Regions from separate parts of the Dromaius novaehollandiae genome. Here region 1 is linked to region 2. Evidence: chromatin contacts called from public Hi-C data. All regions are on one chromosome and are shown on one strand. Each heading gives the region's core, a stretch centred on a gene start, on an enhancer-like site or on the middle of the called end of the contact. The rest is flanking DNA. Distances are from core to core; before and after follow the strand shown. Region 1 has its middle 160 kb from the start of ZIC3. Region 2 overlaps FGF13 (fibroblast growth factor 13).

Evidence for each region. A called contact is a pair of places that touch in the nucleus more often than the background predicts.
Region 1: a Hi-C map of liver shows a contact between it and region 2, with 10 times the contacts expected there. The contact joins two enhancer-like sites. A contact is called at or near these places in 2 of 4 Hi-C or Micro-C datasets (brain and liver).

What each region holds. Positions count from the first base shown.
Region 1 is chr11:20,969,481-20,975,624 of bDroNov1.hap1, reverse strand. No RefSeq gene overlaps it. Among named protein-coding and RNA genes, the nearest start is that of ZIC3, 160 kb to the left of the region's middle. Within about 2 kb of position 1,459, at least 2 of the 2 cell types and tissues checked have open chromatin away from gene starts, as enhancers often do.
Region 2 is chr11:20,810,257-20,815,857 of bDroNov1.hap1, reverse strand. The region is part of intron 1 of FGF13 (fibroblast growth factor 13); the gene reads right to left. Among named protein-coding and RNA genes, the nearest start is that of FGF13, 180 kb to the right of the region's middle. Within about 2 kb of position 3,282, at least 2 of the 2 cell types and tissues checked have open chromatin away from gene starts, as enhancers often do.

The sequences.
Region 1 (6,144 bases), core at 210-2,709, 160 kb before region 2:
AGCATTCTTGGGCCTTTCTGACTAACCAAAATGGGCAGGGGCAGGTGGGGCCGTGCCGAAACCTGCACCTTTGGGATACTCATAAGTTTCTCACCTTTGATTTTTATCTCAGTCCAGCAAGGGCTTTTTTTGGTTTTCTTCAGTCTGCTACATGTTTTGTTGTTGTTGTTGATATTGCCATTAGCTTGCTTTCTGCATTGGAAGTATTTTTTCCCCTTGTTTGGCTGCCAAAAAAAATGGACCGTTTGTTTTCTTTGGATAAAAAGGAAGCATTTTTTTTCAGAAAAATTGGTGTTTTATTATATATTCATTTTCTCTGGAAAGATTTGTTTGAAAAATATTTGACCATTTCCAGTGTTTGCCACTTGGATGGGTATTTAATGTTTGAATGAAGCTAAATTATTTTTCTGTACTGAAACAAGTCCTCACTCTCTGAATTAAAAGACTTTTACATAACCTCTCTTACGGCACTAATTTAATTTGCTCCCAGTTACTAGTCCTATTAGGGGTCTCTTTGGAGAGCCTGCATTAATCTGCTCTTCTCTAATTTGTAGAGATTCATCTGAAAGTCAGCCTAATTGGAGTGGTTCATTGCCAATACCTCCTATACTCAGTGTTCTGCGCTCTGATGTGCATTAAACTGCTGTGTCAAATAAGTTGTGGGATTGAGTCGTGTTGAAGGTAGCCTTTTATCTGAATACATACGCTTTTCTCTGCAGGGACTGTCACCGATGCTCTGGGATGGCCCCTGCAATCACCAGGCAGAAGGGAGCGACGGAGGTGTTGCCTTACGCCTTCAGATAAGGGCATTTGTGTCAGTGACACTCGTGCTGTTTGCTTTCCCAGAGCATCTGTGCAAATACATTCACTGGTCGTTGTGGTGGTCGTGGTCACACCTGAGGTCCCAGGCAAGCCTGGGGTCTCCATTTACACCTGTAAAACTTCTCTGGTTTCCTCTCTCTCGTGATCTGGGAATAAGCGATACCACGTGGCTTCTCCCAGCTGAAAAGAAACGGCTTAAATGCTGCTGTCCCTGGAGTGAATGTACTTAACCCGGTTTGTTGTACCATTTAAAATGGCCTCGCTTAGGAAACTAGGATGTGCTTGTGGACATTTCCTGAGTGGAAAGAGAAGCAAAATTAATGGAGTTAATTGAATTAAGAACGGAGTCTGAATTATGTGCTGGGAGCTGTTGATTCAGCTGAGGAAAAGCATGTGAATGCTGCAGAGATAGCACGACCTGCCTTCTTTCTCACCATCAAATGCAGAAGAAGGAAAGATGCTTGTAATTTCAAACACTTTTGTAAGTGCAACCCTTCTAGGTATTTTCATGCTTCTGTTGTATTTTTCTGTCTGGCAGCACTGCACAGTTTTGGTCATTTCAGCTGTGTGTTAGTAGGTGGCAGTCTCGCTCAATTTTTAAAACAGAGTGAAGTTGAAAGCGGTGCAGATGTTCCCCGGCTAAGCGCCGGGCTAACTGAGCCGGGCAGGAGCTGTGTTCTCACTTCGCTGTAGCTACACACACGTATGGCGCTGGCAGCAAACCTCACATGAGGACTTTTTCCTCTGCGGTCTCCTTTCCCCCTGGAATGTGACTTTTAACCATACTGGTGAAAACTGGGCTCGTTAAGCAAGATGATCAACTGCTTTCAGACTTTAATGTTGCTCTGTAATAAGGGACCCAATTGTACAGTTTGGATTGTTTAATTACCCTTTGCAGCCTGCTTCACACCCGCAAAGGGCCGTTTGCACGTGCGGGGCCTCTGTTACTGCTGTGTCTGAAAATACCATTATGGGGCTGTCCAGACTGAACAGGAAACGGGAGCGCAGAGGCGGGGAGAGACTCGGCTTTCCTGGGGCCGTGGGAGCTGGGCCGCTGGCTCAAAGCCAATGAGGTGTTATTTTACCACAGTTCTTTTCCTGAGGTAAAGTGTTACCTTAGTAAAATAATATCAGCCCGCGAGACACATCCTTCCCTGCGGCTTGGCTTGCAGGCAGTAATTACAGGTATGTTTTCCTTTGCCTCCAGATACCACGGAGGTTGCTCTTTCAGCACGGTGGTAGCATGAACTGGAACACTTGGACCTCCCTTTTAAGAAAAAGGGGTCTGAGATGCTGCTGTGGGGTCGGTGGGCACCTTCTGGCCTGCATCCAGGCAGGACTTGCAGGGGAAGTCTGACCATCCTGATCTCCTGGTGGGCCCCGAGACCTTGAGTGGCTCCCATCTGGGCAGCTCTGAGCATGCCTAGCCGGTTTTGAGGGACCCGGTGAACAGGGAAGTCGCACAGAGAGGTGACACTGCCAGGGACAGGGGAAAGGGACATTGTAAACGGTGACTTTAGCTGCAATTACCCTAACTCCATCTGAACCCTTGTTTAGGCTCCTTGCTGGTTCTGGCCTTGAGTCTTAGTTTCTCATCTGTGAAAGGATAAAAGCATTTCACCTCTTTGCAGGGTGATCCTGGCTTAGTCTGCAGTGGGATTAGAGAATTAGCCCCTGAGCTGTCTTGCAAACTGAGCACACCTGTGTGAGAGCATCTCTCTCTTAGGACAGGCTTTGTGGTTGGAAATGCCTCATCCGGGAGAGCAAAAATCCCAAGGATGTAGTTCTTGAATTACTATCCTGAAAGAAAAGATGGAAAGCTGTTTAGCAGGGACTACAATGTTTGTGCAGAGAGGCATGAAACCTGCTGAAGTTTGTTTGGGGTTGGCGCTGCTGCAGCTCTCCAGGGGAGGCTGTGGGTCCCAATATACTGTTCATTCTGGGATATATAGTGCTGATGACTCAAGTGTGCCCACTGTTGGCTCTACCAGGGCTATTCAGAGATAGCATTCCCTCAGCATGGCAGAGCTGTCAGTGGAGGATTGGGCTTGAAGAAAGATATTGTGTGGCCTGGCAAGGAAAACCATGGGCTAAAGCCCCATGATGCTGCCCTCAGCCACGGGAGGGAAGAAGGAGGAACGTCACCTGCACCAAGGCAGCTCTCCAGCACTGCTGAAGAGGGCACCTCATGCACTTGTGGAGCATTTCAGCTCTCTTCTCTCTCCATTGGAGGCACTCAGCTGACCCACCGCTCAAGTCTGTCCTGTCTGATTGAACCTCCATCTGTGGAGAAAGAAATGGGAGGGCTTACCGAGCTGATTTGAAAGCCCTTCTGTGTTTCCCCTTGGCCTCTTTCCCAGTCTGAGTTGTCTGTATCAGTAAGCAGGTCACCTTTCTTAGCTTTCAGAGTTGATGGCTTTATGTTTATCATCACAATACATCTCAAAAGTTAGCCAAGAGAGATGACTTGCATGCAAGTCAGTCTACCAGAGAAAGATATTTTAAAGTAATTGTCTCCATTACAGATAGGTGGAGTAGAAAGTGGGCGATGGATAGTACATCTCTTTCTGAGAAACTTCATGTAGCTGGAGTATCATTCCATTAAACTGGGCTGAATGTTATAGTAGTCATCCAGTGAATTGAAGAGAAGGACTATTTTCAGCCTAGCATTAATCTAAATGGACATTTCCCCCATGTTTTAAATAATTTATTCCTTTGCTTTCTTGAAAGTTCAAGATAACTGCTCTTAAGAATAGCTCTAATCCATTTCATGAAGGAAAGGTTTTTGGGTATGGAGGGATCACGCAGAATTAGTCTGTGGTGTAACTGCAGCCCAGAAGAGGAGCTAGTCCTGCTCCTAAGGGAAGGAGAACCGCAGAGCTGATTTGTTAAGCGTGCAGCTCATGTGGTGTGGGAGGGGAAAGACAGGATGGACATCAGTTGAGACCTTATTTTCATGCCTCTGTAACGGAGTCTTTTGTTTGAAGCTCCATCAGGAAAATGGACCGAATCCTGCCTCTTCAAACTCAGGCAATGGTCATAGGGTCTGTGGGAAGGAAGAAAGATTTCACGGCATGTGGGATGTCTGGCCTGACCTGAGTAGTTTTGAAAAGTGGGAATAACTAATTTCAGGTGTTTCTTCTCTTAACCCTGAGAGTTTTATTTTACTCTGAAGTATGGCCACTTTAGCAAAGCAACGTGGTTATTAGTCTGGCACCACTGAGCAACCAGAAACTTATTTTCAGCAACTGTGAATGTGTCTGTGGAGTACCGGTGATGTGGTGTTATCCCTTCCACTGAGCACTTTATCACAGATTTTTAAAATAACGAGGTGGGGAGGCTGGATCAGAAGGACCACTTGCGCAGTGAAAGCTTCTTGTTGGGAACAGTGCTGGGGGAGAAACTCGGCCTCGCTGGCCTTCATCCCCTTTTCATGAGGCACGCAACAGATGAGAACTGGCCCAAATATTTCAGCTTCCCAAATCAGTGACCTCAATGTTATGAAGCAAAAGGAAGGGAGGGAATAGGGGCACAATCTTCCTGAGTCTTCGTGTTTAAATGTGATCACTACAAGGGGAAAATACCTTCCTGGGCCTGATGTGGCCTGAAGGACAGTGTGCTGTACCAGAGTGCTGCTGCTCTCAAATTCTGCTCCAACTCGCTTTTAAAGACAACGATGCTTGGGTGAAAAGCAGCTTCTGTGGAGCTGTGAATACTATGGTGCGAGAGACTTGCCTGCACTGGCAAACTGCTCCTAAGGCCCCGTATGGCAATACTGGCTCCGTGCGCCCCGTGTCTGTCCTGTGTGTGTGAACGCTCGCTGCCGTACAGCGTGGCTTCCCTGTGGCTTTGCCTTCAGTGCCCAGTTCGTGCTGCCTGCGATGAAACATAGGCAGAATTTATGGGTGTGATGCAAGAACTAGGCGGTAAAAGTTTTATGGACTTCTTGTGGGAGTCACAGTAACAGGGTAACTGTAAATCTTGAAGGCAGTATCTTCCGAAGGGAGCGCAAATCTGTGATTTCAATGAAGTGGTTTTTTTAATGCCAACAGCTATGCCTACAGCATACCAATAGTCTCTGTGCCTGACTGCCTCCCAACCCCGTCCATCCCCAGGCCGCTCTGGCTCCTGCTGGGTGCCTGCTGCATCCGCAAGGTGGCACTTGGTCATCATGTTACTCCGAATTTGCTCTTTCCTCTGTTCCAACTTGTTTGACTCTATAAACGGTAGCAGTCTGGATGTCCGGATATTGCTCTGTTCAATCTTAGGTAATCCTTTTATTTTTTAACTTGCTGTTAATTTGGAAATATGCTAATACTAAAATGCTCTGAAAGCAATTAGTGGAACAGGTCCTTCTGTGATCCACACCTAGTGTTACAGTTATTTGTAAAAGAGAGCCCTTTGGGAAGGCTTGCACCAGATGTATAAATATTTTAATGACTTCTAATAGGATTTTGCAAAAAAACTTCCAAGCACTTTAACTTTCAGCTTTAGCATTCAGCCTCATCAAATATGTGTGATTACAGCAATGTATAAATCCGGAGTGACAGGGAATTATTCCAACCCACTGAAAGCTCCGTCAGGGAAACCTCAGCAGAGAGCTGCTGCTAGCTCCATTGCAGGGCAGAGAGCACCTTAGGATGACTGAGTCAGTCCTACATAGTGGGAACCCTAAAAATGAATCCTGTGAGACAGGAGGAAAGTGGAAAAAACCCTAGTACATGCTAATTGAGGTAATAAAGACACACACAGCAACACACACATCTATCACCTCATATATACGATAGAATAGATGTGTCAGAGCAAAATGACACAATGTGTAAAAAAAAGACAAGGGACTCTGTTGATCCTGTTTTATATAGTTAATCTCTACAAATGTAAATCTACCTCTGAATTTTGGATTATCTTTGATTTGATTTTTTTTTTTTTTTAACCCAAGTGGCTATTTGCTCCCCTTTGGCAAGACAGATGTTGGAGGTGGGAATAGGCTTACAGCTAAGACTTTAAAATCTGTTTTCTTCAGACTCTCAGGGAGTCATGTGGAGGGAAGTAGTTTCTCTTTTTTGGCAACCCTAGCCTCTTGCCAGCCAGCTTGTAGTCCAAGATCTGGCTCCTGGCCCTTAATGCAATATAGTAGCAATGTTTCCTTACTATTCAATGCAACTGTTTTGTGTCTGTTGCTTCTCACTTGCTGAAAAGCAGCTGTGACTGAGTCAGTCCGTGCCTTGCTGTTGCTTGTCTCCAGGGGACACTTTGGACTCTGTGTTCCGGATTTACACACCAAGTTCATTCAGCGGTAACTTCTCACTGCACTGGTTGCTG
Region 2 (5,601 bases), core at 2,033-4,532:
CAGAGAAGCACATCACTATCTGGAAGCATGTGAGTCATCTCATTAAGACTATCAAGATATTTAAAAAATAATTGTGCACCTAATGCATTACAAAAGGTTCTTATATCCTGATCTTGTTCTCTTAGCAGATCTGCACATGTCTGCTGGGACAAGTTTCACTGATTCAAACAAGAATTTGTGCCTCTTCACAGTGACTGACTCTCTCTGCTAAACGCTCAGGATGGTCAATGGACCTCAGATCAAGAGCACCAGTTTCCTCCCAGATTCTCAGAGAAAATTTTCATTTTCTCTACCCCTTTCCAGCTGTGACCTCTGATTCCTTTAGAGCACTGTATCAGTCAAAATGGATTTGATCTGACCACATGCCCTGGTGGAGCAGACATTTTTGGAAAAGGAGGGCATTGTTTGAAGGTAGAAAACAGAAATAGTTTTGCCTAGGTTAATCCATATTCAGTCATCTCAAAATGTCAACCACAAAAGATCGTCTATCCGGTGCATAAAAGATCAGTGCCAATCACCTGGGAAAGGTCACAGAACAAACAAGAGATCAGCTCCCAGCACTCTGCGTGCTCCCAAATTAGGAACACATTATTCTGGTGTCTTTAGGTGCCCAACCTGAGCCAGAAACTTGCAGCAGCAACTGGCCAACTTCTCTCTGCCCACCACAAAGCCATAGCAAATACACTCAAGATCCTCCCACATCAGTATGCACAGAAGTTTGTTCATGCCCCTCACAGCACGATGACACTCAGAAACATCAGTGTAAATGACAGCATATCATCCCTGAAATATTTACATCTCAGCATGGGACACACTAGATGCGTGGGTTATATACCACTGTCAAACTTAACATAAGGCCACTTTACTACGTGACAAAATACCATAAGCAGTCCTTCACAGACACAAAGCAAGTTGCCTGGAGAACATCACATTCATTACCCAAACAGATCTTTTTCATCATTTCATAGATCTGACGACTCATCCTCTGTCAAGAGCTTGACAAAAACAAACACTCACTGGGTCTCCACTGAGTTGGAGCATCTATGCTTCCTCTTGTCACCTGCACCCAAGCATTGCCACCAACTTCTCAGTTTTTCGACACAGTTTTTGCCTTGCTTAGAAGCTAAGTTTTGCCCTATTGCTTGACTTCACAGGACTATAGAGTCCAATTCTCTGGAGCCATGTGACAGATGCCAGGCTTAGCACTTCGTGTTGCTGTGTTAATGATCTGAGACCCATCTGTTTTCTAAGAATGAAACCAAATTAACTGGGCTGAGATCAGAAGAGCCTGGTAACAAATTTCTGTGACTTTCACCTGACTGCAGAGATTATGGCACCAAGTTCAAAGGAGAATGTGAACAGAGTCAGTCACCAAACAAAGGGACTTTGAGCAAAAGTGCCATTTCTTGGATGGAGGTGGTGCTTTCCAGGAGCTGGAGCTGGCATACCTCATGGGCAGCTGTTTCTGCAAAGGTGTAAGTGAGGCTTTGCTCTGCTCCCTGTCATGGAACTGGAACCAGGTTACCTTAGCAAAAATGTTGGTCTCATTTTCTACTAATCAGAGGGAAGATGTGACCTTGAGGATTAGGAAAAGGTCCACAAGGTAAAACTTCCAGATTCTGTGCTTTATTCACCAGGTAATAATGGTGGTAAAACAAAGTATATCTCACCTAACTTCAGTGATGTAAAAGTAAGGTTACTCTAAACTCATCTGAGCCAACTATCTTGGCTGTACAGCCAAGAAAGAAGAGAAGAAGGCATCTCCAGACAGCTTCATTCATCCCCATTCAAATTCATCTCCATCTGAAAAGCACCATCATTTTCATAGCTGCATAAAGGAAAACACTACCTCTCTCTCACTGAAGTACCCTTTTGGGGGGAGGGGGGAAGAATTCAGACTATTATCTACCTTATGCTTTCTATCTACCATCTTTGTAATAGATTAATCTATGAATCATCATAGACCATTATCAAAAATAACTAACTAACATCCTCCTAGCTCAGTCTCTTGTTTCTGGCAGTGCTCAGTAATAGATGTGAATATAAAAACTGGCCAAGCACTCACACAGTCACACTACCCATCCTCCCCCACCCCCAAGACACACCTTCCAGCAACTGTCCCTCATGGCCTAGCAGAAGCTGCTGCTAGCAAGAGCAGAGCAAAGAGGACATCTATAAATCACATGGGGAATCTTGGATAGGAAAAGCAACATATCGTAAGTAGAAGGAAATTTATTAGCTTATGCTAGAAGCATTCTTTTTGCGAACAACACTCACAAGAAACATTGCCTAGCAGAACAGGAACAAAGACCACCAGTCAGCATTCACCATATTGGATTTAAATAGGCCTGAAGCATGAAGACCAGAACAATTGCATGTGCAAATTATACATCAGCAGATTAGAAGAAATTCAGAGAAATCAGAGAAGGAGGCTGATGGCAGAACATCTGCTACTGCTCCCAATTTTCACATTAGTCGGCTGGATACATTTCTGGGGAGTCAGACCTCATCAGAAAGCATAGGAAGATTTTGTTACTATGCAGAGAAACAAATCTCAGAAACCAGAGGAATAGATGTGAAGTTGCCCCAGCTGAGCACTGTTATTCTCTTGCTTATGACAGGGACACATTCGCTTGTGCAGAGACTAGGTAATCGTAGCTGCATTTTTAACTGTAAACCAGCACGAAGCCAACAGATTAAGCTTCAGAAGTTGGTACAAATAAAAGACTAGGATTTTAATTAACTGACCTGCCCATATGCATGGCCTTAGCTACTCCCCAATCATATGTGCTGAGTATGAATTGGACTTGCTCAAACCTCTGCAAACATGGATTCTACATACATAATATGGGCACTTAAACACAGGCATTTTTTCCTGCCTCTCTTCTTCCCAACTTGCAAATGTGAGCCAAACCAAGACGTTTCAAAATGCTGAGTTGCACAAACACAAGGGAATCAGAGTAGAGCTGCTAATGCTGGAAAAACTTTCACCACCTTCAGCCCTTCCTTTTTTTCCAGCTCTGTAATATATAAAATGTCTTACTCAGTGACTGTATTTTTAAAACATTATTGCTATAAATTTCAGCCCACTTAAAAAGTTCTGATGTAAAGTCTTTACAGGAGGCTTTGGGTAAAAAACAGAGTTTCCTGCACAAGAAGCATGCTGCACAACAATCTGTATACAGTTACAAGATACACAAACAGCCCCACTTCCAGCACTTTCAGTAGCAAACCCCAAAGCATGGCATTAGTGCTAAAACCAGAAGCTAGAGGGACACCTAGAGTTAGTTCTTGTCACTGCCGCAGCAAGGTCATTCACTTTCTTCGTCGATTTCGTTTCGGTCAGCGGTGATATTTAATTACAGCAAACGTACGTGGGCCCCCCCGGCTGTAAACAGCAGCCGGCTCCCGCGAGGGCCGGACGGGGCCCGGCAGGCAGAGAGGGGGCGAAGGGGGCTTCGGCGCTGCGGGGCCGAAGAGCCCCGGGCGCGGCGGCTCCCCGGGGCCGGGCGGGCGCTCTCCGCGGTGCTGATCCGCCCCGGCCGGCCTCGCCCTGCCCGCTCCAGCGCTCGCAGACCTCCAGCCCCGGGAGGGGTGAGCGAGCCCCCCGGCCTGCCCCCAAGGTTTATTCCCTGCTTCGTAACCAGCCAGTAGCACTTCTTTTGCACATTGTGGCGAGGACACGTACTAAAGAAAAGCTGCTCTCCAGCAAACGCTGCGACTGCTTCAGAACCACTTTAGCTTTGCCACTCTTACGCTACGCTAACCCACCATTTTTGCAAAACAAGGACAAGGCATTCAATAGTTAAAAACCAGGATCATATATTAATCGATTACATTGTGTAAACACTTTTTAAAAAAAACCTAAAACATTGCAGATCTTTTATGTTCTATACTTATCTTTACTCTATTTAGGCTTACTAGATTAATTTCAAGGAGAAAAAAACATGGATGCCGCATGCAATATCATTGAAGTTGTTTACGGATTGTGTTGCATTATTTCCAATAAAGAATGATATACATCCTAGAGAATACAGTTAATATCTAACCCTCTGTACGCACTGCTAATCAGATTATTGTTTGATATTGGGGCATTTTCCAAGAGCTCTTAGATTTGTTTTTCTCTTCTAGCCATAGGGCGTTGGTTCTTCCAGTAATCTGATCGTTTCATACACGAAATAGAGAACGCACTTTTCCACTATTAAGAAAAATAAGTTATACCACAGTGAGCCTTTAGCTAAAATATTTACAAAAGAATACAGAAATGCTGATATTCTGGTATTAAAAAGGTTTTCAAGTTATAAACACCATAACAAGATTGTGTTTAGTTAATGTTAGCACAGCACAGTGGAATTATTGTCTTTTTTCTTTAAAGCAAGAATTAGCTTTATTCCTGTTACAAGGTTTGGGTACAAGATTTACTAAGTATGAAGCACAGATGTTTAAAAGGCCACAAAAATCAACCTGTGCTGCATTTGAAATACTTTGTTCAAACAGAATAAATTTGCCAGTTCAGTAGTATATTCAGTATATCTACATTTCCAATCAGTAAGTATCAACAATAACACTTGCTTTAAATAGTGTATTTTTAGAGTAACCAAAGAAAACTGAAGCAGTCAAAGAACTACCACATTCTTTGAATAAATATTAAGCTTTAATTTCTTTACATAGCTTATTATCTCTACACAGGATTACTGCCAGGAAATACCTTCTAGTTTTTCCTTTAAAAATATTGCTTAAATACATCTTACCTGAATAAGACTTTCTTAACCCCAAAGCCATGCTTCCTTACAAGCTGCTCCTATCCAGACAATTGCAGTCTACATTTGGAGCAGACACACAGGGAGCAGATCAGAGAAAGTTTAAGGCATATTTAAAGTATTCTCTAAGGTACTGGCCAGAAACATCAAACCCATACTCGCGGTATAGAGAGATCATTAATGGGCATTAGTGACAGGCCATTATGACTTTCAGAGATCATTAAAGATTCATAATGTAGCAGTATTGTTCTGGCAACATCTAACTATTTCTTGGACATAAATGTACACTTCCCCTACATTATTTACTTAAACTTATTATTTTTGAGTGTCAAATTTTATTTTCTGTCTCCTAGAATTACAAAGAACGACTGTAACAGGATACCGTGGTACATTACACCAGCCATAGGAGCCTGGTGCTTGGTTTAGTTGATACCTTTCATTGTAAGGCATTTTGCAATATGAATAGCTCAACAATACTCATGAGGTAGAAAACGTATCATACTTCTTTATAAAATAAGCTGCATTACTGATGTACCATAAATGTTACAAGTACAAAAAGCACTTACGAGAGTTCCATTTACTAACAATTCCGAAATAATCACCCTGTAGACACCTTCTGATATTTTAAATCTCCCCTCAAACATTTTCAGAAAAGCTGCTTTTTTGACATTTGGATTTAGCGAAAATTATTAATAAGATATTCTAGTTGGGGCCAAAACAGCTATTGCTAATGCAATTCTGAGGAGTGAAACAACCACAGTTACAGTTCAGTTGTGTTAATCAAGGCCTGGATTTGAATATTCTGTTGCTGAACTGAGACCTTGTTTAACTCATCCTAGTT